Linked DNA regions of Ovis aries: region 2 is linked to region 1. The links are chromatin contacts, called in public Hi-C maps. All regions are on one chromosome and are shown on one strand. The core of a region is the stretch at or near the end of the contact, and the rest is flanking DNA. Distances in the headings are between cores, read along the strand shown.

Evidence for each region. Hi-C and Micro-C count contacts between places; a contact is called where the count stands out from the background.
Region 2: a Hi-C map of mixed tissues shows a contact between it and region 1, with 3 times the contacts expected there. The contact joins the promoter of NAMPT here to the enhancer-like site in region 1. A contact is called at or near these places in 2 of 16 Hi-C or Micro-C datasets (liver and mixed tissues).

What each region holds. Positions count from the first base shown.
Region 1 is chr4:48,782,087-48,788,393 of ARS-UI_Ramb_v3.0, reverse strand. No RefSeq gene overlaps it. Among named protein-coding and RNA genes, the nearest start is that of SYPL1, 92 kb to the right of the region's middle. Within about 2 kb of position 2,158, at least 21 of the 54 cell types and tissues checked have an H3K27ac peak or open chromatin away from gene starts, as enhancers often do. A contact at or near this core is called in liver, where this site is marked.
Region 2 is chr4:48,878,832-48,885,261 of ARS-UI_Ramb_v3.0, reverse strand. NAMPT (nicotinamide phosphoribosyltransferase) reads left to right here and starts at 1,911. Exons shown (of 11, transcript XM_004007842.5): 1 at 1,911-2,075. The coding sequence starts at 2,019. It overlaps LOC132659733 (a long non-coding RNA gene), which reads right to left and starts at 1,830. Exons shown (of 2, transcript XR_009600479.1): 1 at 360-1,830.

The sequences.
Region 1 (6,307 bases), core at 909-3,408:
AATGTAGCTGGTGCCGTATCCTGGTTGCTAACTATTGTCAATATCGGCACGACAAAGTGAAAAGTGCTGAGGACATGCAGGGAGAGGTCGGAGACCCAGACATAAAACTCAGCACCTCAGAGTGGTAGCTGGCCCTCTGTCACGCGAGCAGGTGCAAACAAGGCACCGCAAGGCCCCTTCCAGGTGAAGGCGGCGGGCCGGAGGGCCAGCCAGTAGGCACACAGGACACAGGAATGGAATTTCTCCTGCCCTGGGCGTGGAGGAGTTAGGGAAGAGTAAAGGATGTCTACAATTCACTTGGATTCGGGGGACGTTTGACAACATCTCACTCACAGTCAAGGGCATCAGCTGAGACTAGCCATGGTGGTTCCATGTCGGGCAGGCCCCTCCTCCACCCAGGGCCCCCCGGAATCCGGGGGCTCCATCCTCCATCCCAGCCCCACCCCTTCAGTGTCCCCACTCCATCTCTGGGCCTGTATTCCTGTTCTGTTGCAACTGCCACTGAGAACCTGCTGCTGTGCACACACACCAGCTCTCCTGGCCAGAGGGCCTGCCAACGCCACAGCACTTGCCAGCTGGAAAGTCTCAGAGAGCCTCGGGCCAAGGCTTTTGGGAACACAGCCTGTCCATGAACACTCGGGTCAAGAAAGGATGACATGAGAGCCGAGCTCAGAGCAAGGCCAGTGGCTCCCTGGACAGTGACTCAGGGGCAAGTGGATCAGGAGAGAACTGGCCAGCAGGCAGCCCTCTCTCAGCTGCCAATCCGGGTGGCCCCGGCCATGTGGATCACCCTTGCTGGACTCAGCTGGAAAGAGTAGCCTCCAGCTTGTGGTCTTCCTGTGCTCATGTGCCGTGAGGGTGACTGATCACAGAGAAGAGAGAAACCACTGAGCAAATTCAGAGTGTGCCCAGGGTCTGCCTTGTGCTGTCTTATTCTCTAAGCACTTCTTGCCTGCTCCCTTCTCCCCAACTCCAATTAAGAAGAAAGGGAGGGACCAAGTGCTTGGAACATCCTGGATGCTAATTTCAATCTAAACCCTTGGGTAAGAGCCCTGGCCTGCAGCCCTCAGCAACTTCCAGCTCAGCCACCCTAGGCCTCCATGGCTATAAACGCCCAAGGGTTTGATGAGGCAGCAACAGTTAAATTTAGCCCTGGCAAGCCTGGGGGTCTGGGTGCCCTGAGCAGCAGTGTGGACCCAAAGATCTCAGGTGAGACCCTCCAGCTGCAGACAACAGCGAGTGTAATGACAGCAACAACACCTGGAGGGAAGGAGAGCCAGGGAAGGGAGATGGAGGGGGGGGGGGGTTCACAGCCCAGAGGCACTGGTACTGCCAGGACCCAGGGGCCCAGTGCTGCCATCAGCAGTACCCAGAAGGTAGCATGAATGAGCAGAGCATAAAGACGGAAAGAAAAGGGAACGGTAGGAACTATGATGAACTGAAATTCAGATTTTTAAATAATACCATATCAGCCAAATAAAATCCTGCATCAGGCCTGCAGATGTCGAGCATGACACCCAGGCCCAGCTGTGTGGAGGAGGCGACCCCACGGGGATATTCCACCATCAGCCATTCATTCTTCGTTTCTTCCGTCTCCGGGTAAAATGCAGACTGTGGGCTTTCAGATTTCTTAACTAACACAGTTATCCTTACTGGTTTCTTTGTTTAAGATGGAAGGGAAGAACAGAAAAAATAATCAGCATGAATGGGTAAATTATTTGATAAATTAACATTTATTAATATGTTCGGAATCAAATGTAACTTGTATGAGGTGGCAGTTGTTCAATGAAAGAAACACTTGGCTTGGAGTCAGACAGGCTTGAGTCTAAATCCTGGCTCTGCCACCCACTAGGAAGTTAATTAACTTCCCTAAGCTGCAGCTTCCTCCTTGGGAAAGTAGAAAAAATATGCCTACCCTGGATGTCTATGAAGATTCAATAAAACAAATCCAGGACACCCAAGTGCGACCTAAGATAATTCACACTCAATAAATGTTGTATGAACTCTAACCGTCTGAGAGCCAGGTTCTGCAGGACGGAGACTAAGGGCTGGAGGAGAGAAGGGCAGAGAAAGAGCCCTTCAGACCAGCGCTCTCCCGGAGCCTGCGTCAGAGTCCAGTCCACCTCGGAGCCACATGGGTCCACACTGCCCCGCTGTGGCCACTGGCCGCACTACAGCTGCTTCTGACGTGCCGCATCCTTCCTCCGCCACTGGAGGTCTAGCAGGCCTGTAGACCTTCTTCGGAGAAGGCAATGGCACCCCGCTTCAGTACTCTTGCCTGGAAAACCCCATGGACGGAGGAGCCTGGTAGGCTGCAGTCCATGGGGTAGCGATGAGTCGGACACGACTGAGTGACTTCACTTTCACTTTTCACTTTCCTGCACTGGAGAAGAAAATGGCACCCCACTCCAGTGTTCTCGCCTGGAGAAGCCCAGGGACAGCAGAGCCTGGTGGGCTGCCGTCTATGGGGTCGCACAGAGTCGGACATGACTGAAGCGGCTCAGCAGCAACAGACCTACTTCACCCTTGTCTCTGCTCCCTGTGAGGCCTCATGCTGTCTTACACGGAGCTGGTTGGCTGCTGAAGGTAATCATCTGAGACTGCAAGAGCCAGGCTTGTCCAATCTCCCAGGCAAGCTGCCCAGACTTGGGGGCATTTGCTTAGCTACCCTGATCCAGCACCAACCTCAGATTTTAAGACATCCTGGAGGAGACATTTAAATAGGGAGAGATGTGTACATTCCACCCTACTCCAGTGGAATCAGAATCTCAGGGTGAATTGGAGAAGCCATATAAAATGGAAAAAACTAGGGGAATCTCAATCAGTTTTGAAAATGCATTGTTTCAACCTCCCACCGTGCTGCACCCAGTCACCGCCCGGGTCTGTCTTGGCTGTATAAGTAACACAAGCAAGAAAAGACAGTGTTCCCTGCGCTGAAGTTAGCATTCTCATGGAGCGGGAAAAGCGAGGGGTGCGGAGCCAGCGAGATGCGTAGAGAGAATGAGAGGCACGAGGAAAGACGCAGAAAGGCAGGACAAGGGGAAGCAAAACTGGTGTGCGCGTTTGTGCACACACGCACACACGTGCACAAAGATGGGGCAGAAAGGAGGGAGACACAGGAAGGCAGATATTCATGACCGTGACATTTTGTAAGCCAAGAGATAATTCAAGCCAAATCAATGAATAGATCCTAGGTTAAGAAAAAAGTGTTTTAATCTAGGCAAAGGGTTAATATATGCGACATGCAAATGCTCTTACATACTGACAAGAAAACAAACAACACAATAGAGTCAGAAAGAGAAAATCCAGATAGCCAAGTCATGGAAAGGTGTGGGAGTGCACAAGTGGCTAGGGAAATGCAGATGGTTATTTTATATCCAAGCGGCTGGCAAAAATCAAAAAGCCACTTACTTATGGCTAGTTAGGATGTAGGCGAAGTGATTTCTTTAAATCTGCACGATAAAAATATCAACTGTCAAAGAACTTTGAAAAGCTAACACCATCTAACAAAATTTACCTCTCACCATTTAGTCCACCTGTTCCATTGCTGGGACTAGATGCCCTAGAGATAAAATCCCCTGTACATAATGACGTATGTTCCAGAACGTTCACTGCTACATTGCTCATGGTAGCAAAAACACTGGTAGCAAAGAGGAAGTCCACAAACAGGGTACTGTTGAATAATGTTAATACATCCTGCCAGCTTAATATGCCTTAAACATCAACCAAGGAGAATGAATAAAAGCCTCACCACAGTTGGATTGCAGAGACTGAGTGTCGTTGGATAAACTGCAGTAAGACAAAATGTTTATAATGTTGCTCCATTTTTGTAAAGCATAAACACTGATAGAAACTATTCAGTCTGTGTGTGTGTGTTTACGTGTGTGTAGCGAGTTGGCTTGTAGGCAGCACACACTGATAGAGCCACCGGTATTTCATCTGGTGTTTATTCTCATTGGGTGCTACTGTGCATATTTGTGCTACATATTTTGAATATCACTCTACATGTATGTGATCATATTATCGCATATAAGTACACAAGAAGTACAGGGCTTCCCAGCTGGCTCAGTGGTAAAGAAACTGCCTGCAATGCAGGAGACGCAGATTCAATCCCTGGGTTGGGAAGTTGCCCTGGAGTAGGAAATGGCAACCCACTCCAGTATTCTTGCTTGGAAAATCCCGTGGACAGAAGTGTCTGGTCCGCTACAGTCTGTGGGGTCGCAAAGAGCCAGACACACCTTGGTGACTGAGCATACGTATAAGAAATATGGAGAAAATACAAGTAGGAATATTATACGGTGTTAACAGGAAGTATGTGAGAAGGAAAACAGGGTTTTGGTGGGATGGGGGAAGAAGGGTAGCCAATCTAATAAAGAAAGGAAAAAAAAAAGCAGTTTAAAAAATGTATAACATGATCATAGTTATGTTATCCACTCATATAAAATTATATGCATATGTTTTCACGTATACACACTTTCCTAAAATATAATTGTTAAGAGTTTACACAATTCGATTATTTTTGCAATTATGTTGTTTAATAAACCAAATCCCAGAGAAGCTACACAGGCTTAAGAATCCCGCCAGAAGCAGGAACAAGAAGTGTGGAGCAGGAGCACCCATACAAGGCAGCAGTGAACCTCTGATGTAACACGACCAGCAAACTCTAGACCCCACCTGAATGCAGCAAGTAAAGCCGTGAGGAGGCATCTGCCTACTTCAAATGCAAAAGCCGCAGTGAGGAACACCACGGATCAAGGAAGCACGGCATCACCAAAAACTCCAGCAACCTCAATCAGTGAGACTCTTAGACAAATGGTGCTGGGAAATCGGGACAGCTACAAGGAAAAAAAAGCAATTAGATCATTCTTTAACATGATACACAAAAATGAGCTCAAAGTGGATGAAAGACCTAAATGTGAGATCAGACACCATAAAACTCCTACAGAAAAACACAGGCATGACATTCTGGGACATAAATCAAAGGATATCTTTTTGATCTGTTCCTTAGAATAAAGGAAAATGTAAACAAAAATAAATAAATGGGGCCCACTTAAATGCATTTGAAGAGCAAAGGAAAAATTAAACAAAACGAAAAGACAACTGACAGACAGGGAGAAAATACTCCCAAAAGATGTGACCAACAGGGAGGCGTCTCGAAAGCTGACACGCGGTTCACAGCGCTAAACAGCATGAGAACAAGCAGCCCCGTCACGAAATGGCACGAGACCCAAGAAGATTCTTTCCCAAAGAAGACATACACATGGTCAAGAGGCACAGGAAAAGATGCTGAAGATCACTAATAATCAAACAAATGCAAAGCAAAATTACAAGGACACGGGACATCACACCAATTTAAATGGCTGTCACCAAAAAATCAACAAAAAATAAATGCTGGGGAGGGTGTGAAGAGAAGAGAATCCTCCAACAGTGCTGGTGAAAATTTAAACTGGTACAGCCACGATGGAGAACAGCATGGAGATTTCTGACAAAAAACTAAAAATAGACCGTCATATGACCACACACTTTCACTCCGTGGACATAACCGGGAGGCAAAACAATACATGCAAACTAATGTTCACTACAGAACTGCTTCCGAAAGTCAAGCCGTGGAAACACTTACATATCAAAAGATGAATGGAAAGATGTCATACATATACACAGAACACACTTACTTAGAAATAAAGATGAAGGAAAGAATGTCATTTGCATCAACATGCCAGGACATAGCAGAGATCACATTAAGGGAAGGAACTCAGACACAGAGAACGTGAAAACCAACTTGGTGTTCCGAATGGGGAAGCATCAGGGAGGGGAACCCAGCAGGAGTTTGGAATGACCAAAGACTGAAGCCTTACTAACAATAGCCACAACATGGAAGCAACCGTAACATCCATTCAGAGAGTGGACCAGGAAAATGCGGCACACGTATACTATTCACCCACTAAAAAGAAGAGAAATATGTCATTTGCAGCTAGCAGGACAGACCCACAGATTGTCATCCTGAGCAAAATAAGGTAGGTGGAAAAGCAATTATTTCCAATTGCATCTCTGTGGACCTGAATGAAGTTACTGTTCTGATAACCGCACAAAATATGGAGCATCCAATCCAGTCCAGTACAAAAGAGACATTCATTTGGCACATAAATGGAAAGCCTACTGGATTCTGCTGAAGGCTCGATGACCCGGGCTGGGGTCCCATGCTTGCACCCCTAACAACCTTGGGACTGAGGGGGTTGAGAAACTGCTGCCTGAAACTGAGCCCCCACCGGACCTGTCATGTTTCTCCCCACCGGATGAAGCCACAGTC
Region 2 (6,430 bases), core at 662-3,161, 97 kb before region 1:
ACCCGTGACACACACACACACACAGAACAATGGTCAGTTATACATCCATGGATTCCAGGAAGCTAAGCAAAAAGCATTTGTCATTTAAGTAAAATAGGTTATAGAAATTTTAAGTGAATGAAGGAAGAAAGGTCCAAATTAAGAGCAAAATGGATCATTTTTCTTCTTTGAATCGTACTCTTTAATATATTAATAACATAATCTCCCCAAATACAATTTTTAGTATTTTAATTTAATATTAATTTAGTTTTGAAAGTAATTTTCCCTAGTAAACATAAGTTAGGTCAACCAAAAAGAGCCTCGTTTGTTTTAAACCTTGTTGTTGAAATAATTCTAAATGCATTAGTATTATTCATTACCTTGGTGAGTGCCTAGGGATATCTCACCACGTCTGTAATCTTTGCCTTTACTGAATCCCCTACAGATGGAGGCGATTGTCAGCAATCTGTACTAACTCCGAGACATAGCCTGGACTGAAGTTGCTTTTAATTGAAGAGGCCTCAGTGTTCGGACCGGAGAAGGCAATGACAACCCACTCCAGAACTCTTGCCTGGAAAATCCCATGGACGGTGGAGCCTGGTGGGCTGACGTCTATGGGGTCGCACAGAGACGGACACGACTGAAGCGACTTAGCAGCAGCAGCAGTGTTCAGACGACGAATCTCTCAATTCACAGCCTCCACCCCTACCGTCCATAAAATAAGACTTCCACTAACTTGAATGACAATTGCGAAGTTCATGTACCAGTTTTCATTAAGTTGGTTTTCCCCTGGTAACTTGTGTCTTGTAAAACCTAAATCTTAAAAACAACTATTTATCATAGGGACAAAGGAAATCAGTTCTACGTAAAAATGCAACCACGTATGAGAACTAAGCAAGTAGATGGTCCACGTTTGGCTGAAGTCATCCGACGTCGTTTCATTTGCTTTTGTATTTCCAAGTTACCAACCCGTTTCCCAAGATTGAGCGATTACAGCGATGACACAAGTCAGTCTCGCACCCTGTCAAAGACTGTTTGACAGTCTTTGGCCCGTTGCCAATTACTCCTCGGCAAACTAGATTCAACTGGGTCTTGTCCTCTGATTATCTGTCAGGACTGAATTCAACACCTGAATTTGGGCGCAGGCTATTTTCTCAGGAAAAGTCAAAACATCCTCAAAGGATCAAAGAGCTCAGTCACAGAGGTGGAGGAAAGTGGAGTCGATGAGTCTGGTTAAGCAAACCCCTCAGCCTTTATTCCTCAGCGCAGCTCTTCAGATTTTAAAGACGGTTAGGAGGACCAGGAGAGACACGAGGGATGAAGGCAAAAGGCTCGATCCTGAATCTGAGCCAGAGACAAAGGTGAGGAACTGCGCGAGGGAGACGGGGAGACGGCCAGAGGGAGGCTCAGCCCCCAGCCAGTGGCGTGACTTCAGGAGGACTCAGAAAATGGGCCAGGACTGGGTAAAGATAGGAAGGTGCCAGCGGGGCGGGCGAGCAGGCTAATCGCAGGAGTGGCGAGGCTGGGAACGCCCCCCTCCCGGCTCCGCCCCCACCCCACCCCGCAGCATAGGGCCGGGAAATGAAAGCCAAGCGGGCGCATGGGTCACCGGCCGGGGCGGCCCCTTAGCCTCCGGTTTCCCGGGGTGGGCGTCTCCGAGAAAGGCGCGTGCCTCACGTCCTTCCCACCCCGCCCCCTGCAATCTGCGCACGCGCGGCCTCACCCCGCCCCTCGCGTCCTCAGCGGAGCGATGGGACGGGGGCGGGCAGCCGGGGTGAGGAGGCCGCCGGGAGTCCCTAGATTGCCAGCGCGCTCCGCCTCCGCCGCCGCTCCACCGCCGCCGCTTCCCTCGCCGCGTCACGGCTCCCGGGACCGCCCTCCTCTGGCCCCTCCTACTCGCTCCCTTTCTCCCTCCTCTTACCCTCCCCCTCAGACCGATCGGTGACTTAAGCAACGGAGCGCGGTGAAGCCCATTTTTCTCCTTCCTCGCAGCCGCGCCGGGCAGTCCGCGGCGCGCGGCCCCCACACTCCCGCCCGAGATGAATGCTGCGGCAGAAGCCGAGTTCAATATCCTCCTGGCCACCGACTCGTACAAGGTAAAGGCTCAGGGAGGAAGAGGGTGCGTCGGGGACCAGCGCGAGGCTGCGGGGCGGGGGCGGCCGGGCTGGGGTCGTGGCGCTGGGGAAGTCCCGAGGGAAGGCGCGGCGGCGGGCGGGATGGGGCAGGTGAGGCTGGAGCCGCAGTTGGGGAGGAGGCTGATGGAGCAGGGATGGAGGGATGGACGGCAGGAGGCGGGGCCTGGGGGGTGCGTGGTGGGGCGGTGCGGCGAGGGGTTGAGGCGGGCCCGAACCGGTTCCCCGCACTCGCCGCCCGGGGCTCCGGGCAGCTCAGCGGGCCGACGGCCGGGGCGTCACTGGGTGAGCTCACGCCTTCCCCAGGAGTGCGGCCTTTTGGCCCTGGGCCCGTCAGGGCCGGCCTTGGTTAGGGCTTGCCTGAGGAGAGCAGGTCAGTTAGGTAACGGCCCCTGGGATTCCGCCGTGGAAAGAGGGAGTCAGGTTTGAAAAGGGTTTCCCCCGTGGAGCTGAGTCAAGCAAGCTCACCCCTTAGTCGGCAGATGTGTCCCTCCTCGAGGAAGGGGTGGGCGAGGTCTAGTAGGGCTGCCGGAGCAGCCAGCCACATTCCTCTGCCGGTGGCCCGGGTGCGGAGGACCCTCATCTGTCTGTTCCGGGGAGCCCTGCTCGATTCCCCCGTCCCGCTCCATTGGGCTCGGTTTCAAACTCCTTTGCCTCTGGTGATCACTCACACTCCTCATCCCCTGTTGCAAAGGCCGATCTGCCTTTATTCCCTTAGAACCACTTTGTGATTTCTGTGAAAAGGAAAGTGAAACACAAGAAGTTTAAAAAAAACTGTAGTTAACCTAGAGAACTTGTTGAGAGGACACAGCGTTCTGTTACTATGGCTATTGGACGCTTGCACGTCTAGGTGTCCCGATCATTTTATTTGAAACTCATACATTAATAAAGGGAAGAGTGATTAAAGGGAAATTTGGGAAATATCCCCTCCCTCAGTTTCCAAATTACATGAAGTAAACTGGATTATACTTTGCTAACAAGCTTTGTTATCCAGGACACCTAAAAAATGACATGTCAGACTGAAAACTCCACTTTCACAAAATAAGTTTCAGTTTTTACTTGAGCAGCATGGTAGTTTGAAGTATAGCGATTAAAGCATAATGTTTTCAGATTTTTTGTTGTTGTTGCTTTTAGTTTTTTCTCTTAAATATTCCAGTAAAGTATTTTGGAGAATCCCATTTTACTTAAGTTCTCTGTTGAACTTTTTTTCCTAGCTGGTTTAAGATTCTACTTTTGATAATTAAGATGGGTTGTTATTTAAAGTAGAGCCAAGTTTCTTTAAGGAGTGGTCTTTTAAATGGAACTTTAAAATGGAAATCTGCACAGTTGCAAGGAGATCATAGCACTATCAAGGATGGTTTACTTGTGCTTCTATTGTGGTTACTTAGTTCATGGTGTTTTGAGTGTTTTTAATGGTGATTTTAGAATGGTCTCATTCACAGTTTTCTAAAACTTTATCCCCGTAACCAAATCTTTAAAATAATTTTCAAGTTTTTTAATATATTAATAGCAAGAAAGGTAAGTTTTAACTTTTAAAAACAAAACAGTGTAGGAGCTTCTTTAGTTTGTGGCTCCCATAGCTATTATATATAAGGAATGTAAAATTGCTTTAACATCAGTTTCCTGGGATGAAAGGTAAGAGTGGTTACCCTAAAGTTTTCTGATCTGCTAGCTAGGCATACTTAACAGCACTATTAGAATCTGTACCTATTTAAGAGTGGTTTATTCCTGTCCATTTCAAGTCAGATTGGTTGGTGTATTAATTCCCTTCCTAATATAAAACCTTTTAAGATTATCATCCTAGTAACTAACATATTTCATTTCCCACCCTCCCTCCCAAGAAAACCCTCAAGAGGATTAGCCAGGTGGATGTTTTATTATACCAGTGGTTTGCAGCAGTCAGTAAAATAAATTGTGTATTTTACACTTGCAGTTTAGTTTTTAAGTTTCATTTTCCCTACATTTTTGGTGATACTTATAGCCTGTTTATCTTTTTTTTTTTTTTTTTAATCTTCTTGGATGAAGAGGAGACAGCAATGGTACTCTTGAGTCTAGAAGCAGTGAAATTACACTTCTATTTGGAAATTACCTGAGAAGATTATATACACATCCTTATTAGTACTTACATACTGTTGGCCAGTTAGAGTAGGGAGCTAGCAGCTTTGGTTGTATTGGTGGAACAGAACAAAACAAACTGAATTGTTGATTTGGTTTTTTTTGTGGGGGGTGTAGAACTGAAGTAAGGATAATTGGCCGTCTAGGCACTCTAGAAAGGTATTTTGCAAGTAGATAGAATAATGTCCAAGCACATGACAACGTGTAGAAATTTTGGTTTTTTTGTATCCTTTCCAGACAGTTCAGGACAGTTTGGACTAAAGGGGCATTTAAAATATATATTCATTTCTGTAATCTCTTGCTTCATTATACATAATGATGAACGAAGGAAATAGATGAATGTGGTTGTTTCTTCTGTTTTCATCCTGGGTTCTTGTTACAAATGAGAAGGACATTTAATCTTAAGTGTTAACCACTTATATTTTCAAAATGGTTTAAAGAAAATTATCTACTGGGTTATATTTACATTGTGCTAATAAGCCAGCTATGGAAAGGTGCATTGGGGCTGGCCTTAGCCATTGAGGTGCTAAAAAGATATTTGGAACATTTTTTTTGGAAAGGAAATAAGTCATTTTTTTCCCCACTTATTTCTGGGATAGACATTGATCAGTTTCCAACTAAATGAATCAATAAAAGATTCATTTCTATTCCATTCTTCTTCCCCTTCTATATAGATAATGTCTGTAACAAACTACAGCAGAGAGTAGTTTTACCATTTCTGAACATTCTACCTGTTAGCAGGTTGAAATGGAAGATGTTGTCAATTCAGACTTACTTGGAAGAAATAAATAACATGCAGCGCAAGAAAGAAATCTCTAAGCAATTTACAGTTTAAGCCACACAAGTTATGAAATGTGCTGTCTAGTGTGGGTTGCTTCTCAGAAGGTCATTTTAAACTGGTTATCTTGAACTCAGCATATTTTCATCCATTAATTAATAAATATTAGAGATCCATTAGATATTATCATGGGTCCTATCACTGCATGGCAAATAGATGGGGAAACAATGCAACAGTGACAGACTTTATTTTGGGGGGCTCCAAAATCACTGCAGATGGTGACTGCAGCCATGAAATTAAAAGACACTTGCTCCTTGGAAGAAAAGTTATGACCAACCTAGACAGCGTATGAAATAAGCAGACACATTACTTTGCCAACAAATGTCTGTCTAGTCAAAGCTATGGTTTTTCCAGTAGTCATATGTATGGATGTGAGAGTTAGACTGTAAAGAAAGCTGAGCACCAAAGAATTGATGCTTTTGAACTGTGGTGTTGGAGAAGACTCTTGAGAGTCCCTTGGACTAAAATGAGGTCCAACCAGTCCATCCTAAAGGAAATCAGTCCTGAATATTCATTGAAAGGACTGATGCTGAAGCTGAAACTAATACTTTGGCCACCTGATGTGAAGAACTGACTCATTTGAAAAGACCCTGATCCTGGCAAAGATTGAAGGCAGGAGGAAAAGGGGACGACAGAGGGTGAGATGGTTGGATGGCATCACAGATTCAATGGACGTGAGTTTGAGTAAGCTCCGGGAGTTAGTGATGGACAGGTGGGCCTAGTGTGCTGCAGTCCATGGAGTTGCAAAGAGTTGGACAGGACTGAGCAGAAGAACTATACAAAAAAGATCTTCACGACCAAGATAATCACGATGGTGTGATCACTCATCTAGAGCCAGACATCCTGGAATGTGAAGTCAAGTGGGCCTTAGAAAATATCACTACGAACAAAGCTAGTGAAGGTGATGGAATTCCAGTTGAGCTATTTCAAATCCTGAAAGATGATGCTGTGAAAGTGCTGCACTCAATATGCCAGCAAATTTGGAAAACTCAGCAGTGGCCATAGGACTGGAAAAGGTCAGTTTTCATTCCAGTCCCAAAGAAAGGCAATGCCAAAGAATGCTCAAACTACCGCACAATTGCACTCATCTCACACGCTAGTAAAGTAATGCTCAAAATTCTCCAAGCCAGGCTTCAGCAACACGTGAACCGTGAACTTCCAGATGTTCAAGCTGTTTTTAGAACAGGCAGAGGAACCAGAGATCAAATTGCCAACATCTGCTGGATCATCAAAAAAGCGAGAGAGTTCCAGAAAAACGTCAATTTCTGCTTTATTGACTATGCCAAAGCCTTTGACTGTGTGGATCACAATAAACTGTGGAAAATTCTGAAAGAGATGGGAATCCAGAGCACCTGACCTGCCTCTT